Linked DNA regions of Capsicum annuum: region 1 is linked to region 2. A link is a contact called in public Hi-C data. All regions are on one chromosome and are shown on one strand. The core of a region is the stretch at or near the end of the contact, and the rest is flanking DNA. Distances in the headings are between cores, read along the strand shown. Region 1 has its middle 180 kb from the start of LOC107845646. Region 2 has its middle 230 kb from the start of LOC107845646.

Evidence for each region. Hi-C and Micro-C count contacts between places; a contact is called where the count stands out from the background.
Region 1: a Hi-C map of leaf shows a contact between it and region 2, with 2.2 times the contacts expected there. The contact joins two enhancer-like sites. A contact is called at or near these places in 3 of 5 Hi-C or Micro-C datasets (bud, leaf and placenta).

Annotation. Positions count from the first base shown.
Region 1 is chr10:24,782,030-24,789,092 of UCD10Xv1.1, forward strand. No RefSeq gene overlaps it. Among protein-coding and RNA genes, the nearest start is that of LOC107845646, 180 kb to the right of the region's middle. Within about 2 kb of position 3,437, at least 2 of the 5 cell types and tissues checked have an H3K27ac peak or open chromatin away from gene starts, as enhancers often do.
Region 2 is chr10:24,737,586-24,745,165 of UCD10Xv1.1, forward strand. No RefSeq gene overlaps it. Among protein-coding and RNA genes, the nearest start is that of LOC107845646, 230 kb to the right of the region's middle. Within about 2 kb of position 3,601, at least 5 of the 5 cell types and tissues checked have an H3K27ac peak or open chromatin away from gene starts, as enhancers often do.

The DNA of each region.
Region 1 (7,063 bases), core at 2,187-4,686, 44 kb after region 2:
ACACTGCAGCAGGCCGCAGTTGAGGGACCTAGTACCACTGATGCTTTCCGTGCAGAAACTAAGGACTGAAGGACCAGGTCAAGGATTTTAATACTGAGGTTAAGGGTATAACTGTAGAAGTTAAGGACTTGATTGAGCAGTTTATCAATGAGCATGCAACTTAAAGTTTGTGTATGACCTAGTACTTCATTCCCAGCTTGCTCCTAAGCCTCCTTCTTCTTAAGCCCCTTCAAACTATAATAGTTTTCATGTTCTAAGTTTCTTTGTCCTTTCTTGGTATCAGTTCCTTTGTTGTCTCTGTGGCTAATTTGGAATAGTTCCTTTATGTGCTTTTATTAAGTTCATTATGTATGATGTTGTTTTTTGCTCTTATGAATGGAGTGTTTGCTTATTTATTAAGTTCATTATGTATGATGTTGTTTTTTGCTCTTATGAATGGAGTGTTTGCTTATGTGTATCATCTCTCTCTTTTTGGCTTTGTTTATTTGTGTTGGTGTTTTCCTAATGTCCATGTGTTATCCTTATGCACATTTTACTTATCTTGATTTACTATTATTATATTTTTATAATGCCAATATAGGGAAGATATTTTCAATTACAGGGTAGTGTTGGTTCACATCAGGGGACCCAGTCCCTTGTAGATAGAAGGAACATACGGAGGAATCTTATTAATAGGGGAAACTGATTGATATGGAAAAAGAGGAATCCAGTTGATAGGGGGAGCTAATTGAATAGGGAAGAGTCGAAAATAGTTTATATTATTTATCATCATCAAAAAAGAAAAAAATATTGTATGTTAATTTTTATGATTGTCAAATAAGGATTCAAGGAACCTGATTCGTGTCATGCCTATTCAAGAGTGAAACTCTGTACAGCTGTAATCTGTACTGTCTGATTTGGCTGGCAGTACTACAACAGTGCTGCAGCTAGTGTGCTGACACCTTGTCTAATAGAATATTGTTAAGGTTTTACTCTCTAATATAAAAGCAAGATGTGATAAGAGTGAAACCTAAATTTTGCAATCAAAAAGTTCTCTCAAAAGACAAAAGCTCTTTCATCAAATTATTGCTCAGTCCCAACAAGGACCTAATAAAGCTGCAATTCTGATCTTGCTGTTTTATAGAGTGATTGTCTTTTGTTCTTACAAGTGTAAACCTACTCTTGTGTTATAAAGGAGTATAAATATTCGTCTCGACTATATCATAGGTTGAGTCATATGAACTATAGTTAGTTGTCGTTTCAATCTTAGTTTTGTTATGTTTTATTCCATACGTTTATGTTATTCTGGGTAGAGTTATCTAGGAGTGTCGATTAGAGTTAGTTGACGTGTGAATGTGGCAAAGTTGCAGCATCAATCTTGTAATTGACTTATTACAATGTGATAGGATTAAGAATTTAATCCTGGTGATTATTGGAGTATGTAATCACACCTTTTACTTGAAGTTAGTAGAGTTTGCTGAAAATCCTGCGAGACAGGTTATGATTTTTTCTCCCTTGAGCAAAGAGGTTTCTATTAAGACCAAAATAATTAAGTGTCATGCGGAAATTATCAAAGCAAACCTCGAAAGACCATGAATAAGAAGATTAATGAGGAATACAACAAAAGAGACACAAGAATTTAACGTGGTTCGGTCAATCGACCTACATCCACAAAAGGAGATGAGCAATTCACTATATAAAAGAGAGTACAAACTGTCAAGAGAGACAACCTCACACAATTCACTCAAAAGAAAAAGAGGTTCAGACAAGTGATACCGCAACACTTGTGTCTCACAAAGTCTCCCCCCAACTAAAACTCTCAAACTCCTAGGACTATATTATGGATGCTCCCAAACTAGAAGAAAAGAGTCTCTATTTACAGAGTCTATAACTTTTTCCTATAAGAATAAGGATTAGCCAAATATGGAGAATACAAATATGGAGAATATGTTTTTCTTTTCCTAAAAGGAAACTCAATTATGGTACCTAAAGGAAAATCCAATTATGGTAAGAAAGTCAGGAAAAACACCAACAATTCTCCCCCTTGACCTGAATTTCTGATAAAATATATTTGTTCCACCTTTTTCATGTAGTCTTCAACAAGTTCAATCTCCATCTCCAAAATCCCTTTCATTAAATCTTGCCTCTATACAAAGTAACACTCTGATACAATTTTTCGAACCAAAATCTTCATTATCGTCTAATAGATTGCGATTAGAACTGAATCTGCCAAGATGAACACCCAATTTTAATCGTGCTTTGATACCACTTGTTAGGATCAAATAATTAGGTTATGCAGAAGCTAGAAAAGCAAATTTCTAAAGACCATGAATAAGAAGATAAATGAGAAATATACCAAAAGAGACACAAGAATTTAACGTGGTTCAGTCAATCGACCTACATCCATAAAAGGGGATGAGCAATCCGCTATATAAAAGAGAGCACAAATTGTCAAGAGAGGCAACCTCACACAATTCACTCAGAATAAAAAGAGATTCACACAAGTGATACCACAACACTTGTGTCATACAAAGTCTCCCCCAAAACGAAACTCTCAAACTCCTAGGACTACATTGTGGATACTCCCAAACTAGAAGAAATGAGCCTCTATTTATAGAGTCTATAATCGTACAAGAATAAGGATTAGCCAAATATGAAGAATATGTTTTCCTTTTCCTAAAAGGAAACCCAATTATGGTACCTAAAGGAAAACCAATTATGGTAAGAAAGTCAGGACAAATACCAACAGTTTCCACATAAATATCGAGTGTTCTTACTTTCAGCATTCTACGTTTATCTTACTTATTATATTGTTCTAGTGCCTAAGGGACCTGATCCCTTTACTAATGGTGAACTCGTTTAAGCCAACAATCACATACTTTCTTATTTTTTGGTGCGTATTATTATCTGGTGCTGCATTTGTTAGTATTTTCGCTACTTTGTTAACTCATTCTTTTAGAATCCTGCGTCAGATACTTTCACTTTGAACTAAAAATCTATCGAAAATAGTCTCTCAATAATACAAAAGTAATTATAAGGTGTGTGTATATCTCACTCTCCTCAAATTCAACTTATAAAATTACACTAAATATATTACTTCCTCTGTTTAAAAAAGAATGACTTACTTTGACTTGGCACAAAGTTTAAGAAAATAAAGAAGACTTTTGAATCTTGTGACCTTAAATTAAAGTTGTGTCAAATGTATCAAAATGCCATTTAATCTTATGATGCTAAATATATCATGTGGAAAATTGAAATTAAAATATTATCAAAAAATGAAAGAAATCATTCTTTTTTAAATAAATTAAAAAAATAGATTATTTTTTTTTTAAACGGAGAAAATATTATTATAAAAAATAAGTGTAACATAAGATTTATCGGCAATGATACACATGTGAAATTAACGAGTTTGGTCCACCACCAGGTGGAAGTTGTGACCACCACACGTGTGATGTGGCTTATGATAAAGTCATGAGTTACATGGATATATTCTTTCACAGCAATTATTTCTTTCGCACACCTATTGCAATTACGGCTGAAACCGCGTTTAAATGGACCCCTATGTGCAAAAGCGTTTTTAAACGTGTTTCCAATTTCTTCAAAGTGACTTCTTTTAATTCTTTTATTTCATCATCTAATATTCAATATTTATTTTGGTGTGCGACTATTTAAAAAATTTTTACTCCCTTCATTTAAAAAAGAATGACCTACTTTGATTTGTCATCAAGTTTAAGAAAACAAAAAAAACTTTTGAATCTTATGGTGTTAAATTAAAGTTGCGTCAAATGTATTAAAATGTTCTTTAATCTTGTGGTTCTAAACATGTCATGGGAAAGTTTAAATTAAAGTATTGCCAAAAAAGAAAAAGAGACTTTTTTTTTAAACGGACTAAAAAGAAAAATAGGTCATTCTTTTTTAAACGAAGGAAATTATATTTTTAAAGTAAATATTTCATCAAAAGAGATTTTATTTTTAATATATGAATTTGAAATTTTTGATCAAAAATGAAAATGTATTCACCGTCCCAATATAAAGAGGAGATGATGTGTAGCAATTCAAGTTAATTAGACTCAACTCAATAATGACAGCTTTGATCAAAGCTCGAGATGACAATAGAGTTGGGTCGCTTCAGCATGAGGGCTTACCTTGATCTACAATAAAGAATCCAGTAGACAGTAGTCATGATAAGAAATCAAGATGGAAATATTACCATATATGCATACATGAAAAGAGCTTTAGAAATAGGAGAAACCAAGGGAGGCATACTTGTCGAAAGAAAATATACTCAAATTTGAATTAGATTCTTATTCTTAAACTAATCCTTGCTTAATTTGGAGAAGGAGATACATTCCTACTCTCATATAAACCATTACATTAATGTTGTTAAAGATAAGAGATTCCACTGCATGAAGAGAGAAGATATTCAAAGTACGTTCAAGTGATATATAGTCAATTGACAAGATTTGGACATGCAAAAGTTATTTCTTAAATTGCATATGCCGTAATTAATTTAACCCATACGACAATTTAACAGTACATAGAAAAATAAAATTCTTAAAGTTTGACTTGTTGAATATACTCATAATCTATGATAATATAATAATATTATATATTATATATTATATTTTATATCATATAATATATTAAAAATGTGATGACCTTAGAAAAGTGATTTTAAACTTTTTGTTCTTCACTCTCCTTTAGACAAAATTATCTTTTCACTATTTTTTTAATTTATTATTTAATTATTTTTATTATATTTACTAAACTCCTAAAATATATGGGATTCCTAAAATATATAAAAGGAGAATCAATTAATAATTTTTTTTGTACAGATCAATTAGAAAATTACCCCTAAAATATGATAGAAAAATATGCTATAATAGGACTCTATTAAGGAAATACTTCTATAAATATTGAGATACACATTAAAATGGAGAAGAAAATGGTTTACTTTTTTAAAAAATATGATTGATACTCATCTAACTTGATTCGGTTGCATGTGTGGATGGTTAATTTTCTAACACCTCATCTTCTTCACTATTTTTGTCAACATAATATAATTCAACGTGTGTGTGTGTATATATATATATATATATATATATTCTTTGTTTTCATTCGAATCATTCTTTAGTGTCAAAATTTTTGTTATTTTTATCAAAACTAAAGCTTTGTGATCACTATTGTATTATGTTGTTGTAGTTTACAGGTACTAGATGAATTTATAGGCGGTAGATGAAAGTCGATCGGCTTTGAGAAATTTTTTAGGTAAATGTCAGGTTTAATTGTATTTTTTTTATATCTCTATTTTGAATTTTTTTGTGTAAAGGTAAAGTTTAGTTGTATTATTTTGATATCTCCATTATCGTAGTATTTTGTTATAGTTTATAGGTGGTAGATGAGTATCAGACGACTTTGAGGAAATTTTTGTGTAAAAGTTAGATTTAATTATATTGTTTTGATGTCTCCATCATCATATTATTTTGTTGTAGTTTACAGGTGGTAGACGAATGTCGATCGGTTGTGATAAACTTTTTGGTATAGATTGGGTTTAATTAAATTAATTCTCCAAAAGATGTTAAATTTAATTATTGTATTCATCTTTATTATTTAAATAAATATCATATTTAGTGTAACGTTTGAACTCAATAAAGTGAGGTACACACGTGGGGCGCGTACACCTAAACTAGTAAATAAAGAAAAATGTGTAATTACTCTGATTAGGTAATTAATAAATAGGAAAAATGATCTAAAATATACCCAAACTTTGATAAAATTTATTGTAACACGTCCAAACTTTATGAGGGTCCTATGACCCCATATACTATTTATTAACGTATTTTACTGATATTTATTTACATTAAATTCTTTTATTTATTTATTTATTTATTAGAGCATTTTATCTATTTATTAGCTTATAAATGTCACTAATATATTTTAATTAATAGTTCAGGGGTTTCATAAGACTCGTGTAAAATTCAGATGTGTTACGATAAATTTCATCAAAATTTAAATATAATTTGGACCCTTTTCCCTAATAAATAAGTTTTAAAAGAACGAATCGACAAATGAAAATTATATTGAGATGGGTGGATTGTATTGGATAACTAGTTGCTTATATCAAATTGGCATGCCCACAAGGGCAAAATCATGGGGTGCTATTTCAGAAATATATTAGAATGTCGTCAATGAAAATAATGAAAAGTAAAGTTAAAAAATATTTAAACCCACTATCCTGAAAGAACATTGTATTAATAATATTAAATTATTTTAAATGTATATCTGATAAATTTTAAAGTTTCTTTTTATGCGTATCTTTCTTAAGTTTAAATTTTTTAAATAAAAATTATGGCTCGATACTATTTATTAATCGTGACTGGAACAATATTTGTACCACAATGTCCATTTGACAACCTAGGTATCCCAATGATAAAATTTGAGAACCTTTTTCATTTTACTTCCGACCAAGTACATAACTCAAAATTTGACAACCTCCAGCCTAGCTCAAGTGACTGCTAGCTAAAATTAATTATCTCTTCTCGTCCACTAAAAATTACTCTTCCATTTTACTTATAGTGTTATTAAAAAAATAATTGGCCCAAAATAGTTATTATTTTTAAAAATTAAGATATAATCAATTATTAGCTTTTTAATCTTTATTTGTACGACACGCGTAAAATAACATAATACATAAATAGACACTCAAATTTGATGTCAGCTAAAAAATAAATACTTAAGCTTTGAGTATGTACATATAGACACCACAACTTATCTTCATTGTATCAGTTGAACACTTCAACTTACTCTCTCCATCTCAAATTACGTTTTCCAAATTGAGATGACACATTGATTAAGAAAAATTATTAATAACATGGTTAATTTATCATAGTAACCTTATTAAATGATATTTACATTTTAACTTGAAGAAAAAATAATTAATACAAAGGTTAAAATATGAAAAAAAAAAAAAATTGTCTCTCTTGATAAATGAAAAAGGACAAGTAAAATGAGAAATCAAATTAGAAAATTTGGGACTGGTAATTTGAGACGGAGGGAGTACATAATACTCCCTCTGTCCCAAATT
Region 2 (7,580 bases), core at 2,351-4,850:
GTGTATATGAAAAGGAAATCTTAAAATATATGGCAAGAAAAAAATTAGAAAAAATATATTTAAACTTTGGAGTTAATGTTAACGAGACTAAAACTCGATTTAATAAATTGAATGCCAAATTACACCGGAACCATAATTGCTCCAACTATAAATACTACCCATACGACGCCATATCCATAGGGAAAGAAGCACTAAACTAAACTACTCATTACACATGTATATTACACGCAACACCTCAAAACTGAAAATTAAAGCTTTCAGCCTTTCACATTGCAAAGTGCACCCAGGTGCCCAAAATTTGGTCCGTATTTGAGATAAATTTTTATATCTTTAATTTATAGAATAATAAATGATAGAGTATTTTTGGTAGATAATTATAAATTCAAAGGTCTAAAACATTACAATTTTTTCATATTTAATTATGGATAGTTTTGTGTGTATGTTATGTATCCTCTAATAGACTTTTGATGAAGTAATTGATGTTTCGGTAAATCTTTACATTTTTATTGATAAAGTACACATAACAAAATTTACGTATATAAATATTATAGCTAGAAACCTAAAAATCTTGAACGGAAAAAGATATCGTAGACATTGAAACTATGTGGACTCTATCAAAAGATTTCAATTTTTGTTAGAATTCTTGGGAACTACTTTACTCTAAATCTAACTTGGTGGCTACTCTACCTAAACCCTAAATTATCCCTATATAAAGGGACAAATATCCCTTTAAAGAGGCAATCTCTAAGATCCACAAATTCATTAGATATTCATAAAGAAATCAAATATCTCTAGATAATTTCATAAACTCATGGAATATCACGAAATGATCAAAATCTCTCTCTTCTTTATAATCAAATACATCAAGAAGATCCAATCTCTTGATAATCAAATACATCAAGAAAATCCACAAATCCTCTTTTCATGGAGATCAAATCTAAATATTCCTACGTTGGAGAAATACGCTACCCACGATTCTTGAATTACGAAAAAAATCAAGAGAGAAGAAGCAAGGGAGGAGCAGATTTGTACCCACTTCATACATCAATAAAATTGTTATTTCTTCATATTTTTATTTGTGGTTGAAGTTTATTTTCCATGAATTAAATTATGTTGCAAACAGATATATAAAAAAATCTTAATTCAAATAAGATGGTATAGCTATTACACATTGTTGGATTGAGTTATTATTTTCTATATTTGACGAAAGCATGAATCTTACATCCACATTCGCTATATCCATAATTTATAATCTATATCTATAATCTATAATCTATATCTATAATATATTAAATATCTATAATATATTAAAAGTATAAAAACCCTTAGAAAAATTATTTGAACTTTTTGTCCTTCATTAAAAACTCTCCTTTAGACAAAATTGTCTCTTCACCATTTTCTTTTATTTATTATTTGATTTTATTAATTATAGTATTTAGACTCCTGAAATATATAGGACTCCTAAAATATAAGGAAGATGAATCAATTAATATTTTTCTTTACTAGTCAATTAGAAAAATACTCCTAAAATAGGCTCTATTAAGGAAACACTTCTATAAATATTAAAATGCACATTAAATTAGAGAAGAAATCGATTCACCTATCGGGAGAATATAATGGATGTTTATCTAAGCCATCTGATCAAAAGCTTTGGTCTGTCAAAATTTCTCAGTAACAAACAGATTATGTATGATATATAATTTTGTTTTTATGTTATCGCAAAGAGAGATAGGAGGAAGTTGAATTTGTTGCACCTCAGAGCAATCTCTATTTTTTTCTGATTTATGGGAGGTGTTATGGTAATAAAGTGAGCTTCGCCATGAAAATTATGAATATTTAAAAATTAATTTCTTTTAAATGATATTCAAAAATTAGAGTTGTGTATCAATATTTATAATCTATAATCTATATCTCATTCTTTAGGGTCAAAATTTTCACTCGGACAAGAATTTTTATTAATATCGAAGCTTTGTGATCACTATTGTATTATTTTGTTATAGTTTACAAGTCGCAGATGAATGTCAATTGGCTTTGAAGAATTTCTAGTGTAAAGGTTAGATTTAATTGTATTATTTTGATATTTTTATTTTCTTATTGTTTTATTTATGTTCAATTGTATTGTTTTGATATCTCTTTTATCGTATTGTATTGCTTTAGTTTACAGATAGTAGATAAATATCAATCGACTTTGAAGAATTTTTAAAGGTAAAGGTTAGGTTTAATTGTATTGTTTTGATATCGCTGCTTTGATGTTTTTTTGTGTGTGTGTGTGTAAAGATTAGATTTGGTTGTATTATTTTGGTATCTCTATTTTCGTATTATTTTGTTATAGTTTAAGGTTTTGTCTAAAAATTAGATTAAATTATATTATTTTGATGTCTCTATCATTGAATTGTTTTGTTGCAGTTTACAGGTGGTAGATGAATATCGATTAGCTTTGAGAAATATTTTTGGTAAAGGTTAGATTTAATTAAATAAATTCTCTATCTTCACATGTTCAAAAGATGTTCAATTTAATTATTGTATTCATTTTTATTATTTATTTAAATAAATATCCTATTTAGAGTAACGTTTGAATTCATTAAAGTGAGGTACACGCGTGAGGCGCGTACACCTAAACTAGTTATAATTATAAGTGGGTGTTTTTATATAATTTATACCTATTTTCGTATATTTTTTTGTAATTATACATATTCCGCGTCGAGTTTAGTGGGTGTCGAGCATCTAAAAGTTTTGTGTAGGTCCGCCCCTGGTTAGCATACAAAATTATTTATCCCACCACTTATACTATAGTGATAGAATAAGTTATCTCATATACATAGTAAAATAACTAATCTCAAAATTAATTATCTTGAGATAACTCCCTCTCAACCAAACGATGGCTTAGTTTTATTCTCCATGTATGTAAGTTGCCTTCTCTTTTTACTTTATTTTTATTTTCCATATAGTTGGTAAGAAAAGCATATCTTTATTTTTTTAGTTGTCTTTAACACGTCCCATTTTGTGGCGAAGATTTCTTTTTGCCCCGAAAATTCTTTTTAAAATTGGTAATAAAATGGATCTCACCTTATGATCTATCTCATATTATATTATGAGACCATCTCATTCTTAATGAGAACATAATTTAGGTAGATATGTATGAAGTAGACGAATTAGGATACAAGACTAGTAGGAAGGAATTAGGATACAAGACTAGTAGGAAGGAATGTGTCCATGCTAATAGGTATGAGTGTTTTATTTTGTTGTCTGAGCTAGTAGTAGTGCTACACTTGATATGTCTGGTTCTTGGAGTTTTGGTGAAGTATGGTGTTTCAGTAGATCGCTAGTGTTATTTTGTGGCAGTGTTGTTTCTATTACTATCTGTCGTTTAATATTACCTATTATTTTTTGTTCTAATATCAAACCCTTTTCTAGACTATTTTATCATGAGTTGGGAGTCTATCGAAAATAATCTTTGTACCTCGTCTTTGAAATAGTAACATAAACTAAACTGTGTGCATCCTACTCTTTTTGGATTCTACTGATAAGAATATGATGGATATATTTTTGTTGTCTTAGAAAAAGCTAGATCTGACATGAAATTTGAAACATGTGACCCAGAGCAGTAAAATTATGGCTAGAAATTGTTAGGATCCATGCCCAGCCTAAAGTACTACACTCTCTGTATCACCATATTTATCATGTTTTGTTTTTTGAAGAGCTTATTTGATCAATCTTTTAAATTCTAAATTTACGGCAGAATAAATAATGAATAATCTCGAAATAAGACATTTTTAAGCCACACAAAAAGCTTTTGACTAGTGATATTTTTTCAAGATATTCATGCAACAACATTGTCCTCTTCTCCTGTTGAAAATATAATAACATAATAATTCAAAATATCACATATACAATATATAAAAGCAATTATAGACAAATCGACAGAACACATGTGTGTCATTTGTTAGAATCAATTTCTCGATTAGTTGTTTTCTTTAATAAAGGCTTTCTCCTTACGGTGCAAGTTGCAACCACTAATAAGGCGTGTGGTACTTCGATCAAGTCTTCCTGTGACTTAAGGAAGATCCAATTGAAAATTTTTAAATTAAAATAGTTTTCAATTATTTAAATTTTGTTAAGATTTAAAGAATAAAAATGCATATTTTTTTCTTTCCATAATATCACTATTATAAATTAGATCTTTAAAACAAAGCCAAAAATAATGAAAAACAAAGATTACTACTCTCGTTTGCCTGTACTTGTCGCATTTTAACTTAACACACCCACTAAAGAAAAACAATTATTGATATAATTATTTTATTATACTACTCCTATTAAATAATATTTGCTATTATGTCTTGAAGTTAATTAATTTTTAAAAAATAATTAATGCTAAAAATAAATCATGGAAAAAAATTAAAAAGATAAGAAGAAGTAAATCTGAATTTGAGGAGAAAGTGATAAGTCATATTAAATGCTGGGTAAAATTTTTGTGCCAAACGACAACTTTAGGGGTACCGTAGATTATGCCGGCAGTAGATCAAACTTGAATAGAACTTGTATAGACTAGATATATTTTAAAATGGTCAAAAGCATCGATAGACAGTCAAAGTTATTGTCAGAATTCACTTAGACACTTAAATTAAGGTCTGTTTCTATCAGGCTCTTAAATCCGCCACATTTTGCTCTAATTGGCCTTTTTTGCATATGTGGCACTGCGGGTGCAGTGCCATCGTGGGAGGCGCGTGAGGAGCATTTTTTTTACTAATTTACAAATAAAAAAATGTCAAGTGGCATTGAGGACCCCAAAAATTTTTTAATAACAATTTTTTTTTTTAAACAGTAAAGGCCCTTTTTAATAAAACAAAAAGCATTAGGGGGTCCCAATTTTTTTTTTAATAAAACAATACATTGGGGGGGCGGGGGGCTGGGCGTAGGTGGAGGAGTTTTATTTTTATTTTTTAAAAAATTTTATAATTTCTTTTTAATAATTAATTTTTTTATTTTTAAAATGATTTTATAATTTCCTTTTTATAATTAGGCAAAAAAGCATTAGGTGTCCCAATTTTTTCTTTTAATAAAACAATACACTGGGGATGGGGGCATAGGGGTAGGTGGGGGAGTTTTGTTTTTATTTTTTAAATTTTTTTTATAATTTCTTTTTAATAATTAGTTTTTTATTTTTTAAATAATTTTACAATTTCTTTTGTATAATTAGGATTTTATTTTTATTTTAAAAATAATTTTATAATTTTTTTTTAATAATTTGGATCCTCAATGCCATTTTTTATTTTCATTTCTTAAAAATTTTTATAATTTTTTTAATACTTATTTTTTTATTTTTTAAATAATTTTTTAATAATTTATTTCATTTTTAAAAAATAAATTATATTTTTTTTAAAATAATCTATTTTTTTATTTTATTTTTCAAATAATTTTATAATTATTTTTTCATAATTTATATCCTCAATGCGATTTTTTATTTTCATTTTTTAAAAAGCTTTATAATTTTTTTAATAATTTATTTCATTTTTTTAAAAAAATTATAATTTTTTTTAAATAATCAGTTTTTTATTTTTATTTTTCAAATAATTTTATAATTATTTTTTCATAATTTATATCCTCGCCATTTTTTATTTTTATTTTTTAAAAAAAATTATAATTTTTCTTAATAATTAATTTTTTTAAAATAATTTTTTAATAATTTATTTCATTTTAAAAAAAAAATATATAATTTTATTTAAATAATCAGTTTTTTTATTTTTTAAATAATTTTAGAATTATTTTTTAATAATTTCCTCAATGCCATTTGTATATACTTTTTAAAAAATATATATAATTAATTTTTAATAATTATTGTACCCACAATGTCATGTGTCAGCTTCCAATTAGCTCATTTTGCCACGTCATCGCGTGTGTGCAACACACACTTTGAGTTTTTTGCTGATAGGGCAAAAAAGGCCCAATTGAAACAAAATGTGGGGAGTTTAGTGGCCTGATAGGAACAGACCTTAATTTAAGTGTTTAAGTGAATTTTGGCAATAAATTTAAATTTCTATCAATGATTTTGAACTTTTAAAATCTATACATATAACCACATTACGAGTAAGTTATGTGTCATTTAGCACTTCCCATATTATATGCTGAGAAAAATTTGTGCCAAACAACTCTAGGGGTACCATAGATTATGTCGGCAGTAGACCAAACTTGAATAGAACTTGTATAGACTAGATATTTTTGAAAATCCATACATATAACCACATTACGTACATTTCTAGTTCAAGCTCACACAATTTATTTTTTAAAAAGAAGAATACTGTAGCTAGACGAACTAAGACATCAATCAATTGAAAAGAAGGAAAACCCAAACAAACTAAGATGGGATTGCCATATACTTTTTTTTCATTTTAATTTATGTGCTTGATTTTTACAAAATTTAAGAAATAAAGGACGTTCGTAAATTTGTGATCTAGAAAACAAATAAGTATTTCTGTGACTATAAATTATCTCATTTAGAAGATGAAGTTAGCCAGATGAGAATATTTAAATACATTTATGGTCATACTTAGAGAGATATAACTAGTAATGAAGCTATAAGTGGCAAGGTGCAGGGGCTGATGCACGTAGAGCTAAGGGTAGTCGAGCGACACCACTTTGTCAAAAAATTCATCCAAGTGTCCATATCTATAATCTATATCTATAACCACTTTGTCAAAAAATTCATCCAAGTGTCCATATCTATTATCTATATCTATAATCTATATTTATAATCTATAATCTATAATTTATAATCTATATCTATAAACTATAATATATTAAAAGTGTGAAGACCCTTAAAAAAAATGATTTAAACTTTTTACCCTTCATTAAAAAACTCTTCTTTAGACAAAATTATTTTTTCACTATATTTTTAATTTATTGTTTAATTATTTTTTATTATATTAACTAGACTTCCTAAAATATATGGTATGAGAGTTAATTAATATTTTCATTTCTACTAGACTTCCTAAAATATATTGTAGGAGAATTAATTATTTCCTTTCTACTGTTCAATTAGAAAAATACTCCTAAAATAGGACTTTATTAAGGAAATATTTCTATAAAAATATTAAGATATACGTTAAGCTAAAGAACAAACCAGTTTGCCTATTGGGAGAATATGATTGATGCTCATCTCACTTGATTCGATTGCATGTCTAGATTGGTGCATGCTTGATTTTCTAACCCTCAACGTCTTTACTGTTTTTGTCAGCATAATAGAATTCAACATGTGTGTATATATATCTTCTTTGTTTTCATTCAAAATTATTCTTTAGGGTCAAAATTTTCGCTCAGAAAAAAATTAGTTAGATCAAAATCGAAGCTTTGTGATCATTATTATATTTTTTATAGTTTACAGGTCATAGATGAATGTCAGTTGGTTTTGAAGAATTTCTTGTATAAAGGTTAGATTTAATTGTATTGTTTTGATATCTTTATTATCTTATTGTTTTATTTTAATTTACAGGTGCTAAATGAATGTGGGTCTGCTTTAAAAAAAAATTTTAGGTAAAGGTTAGATTTAATTGTATTATCATAATATCTCTATTAGTTTATTATTT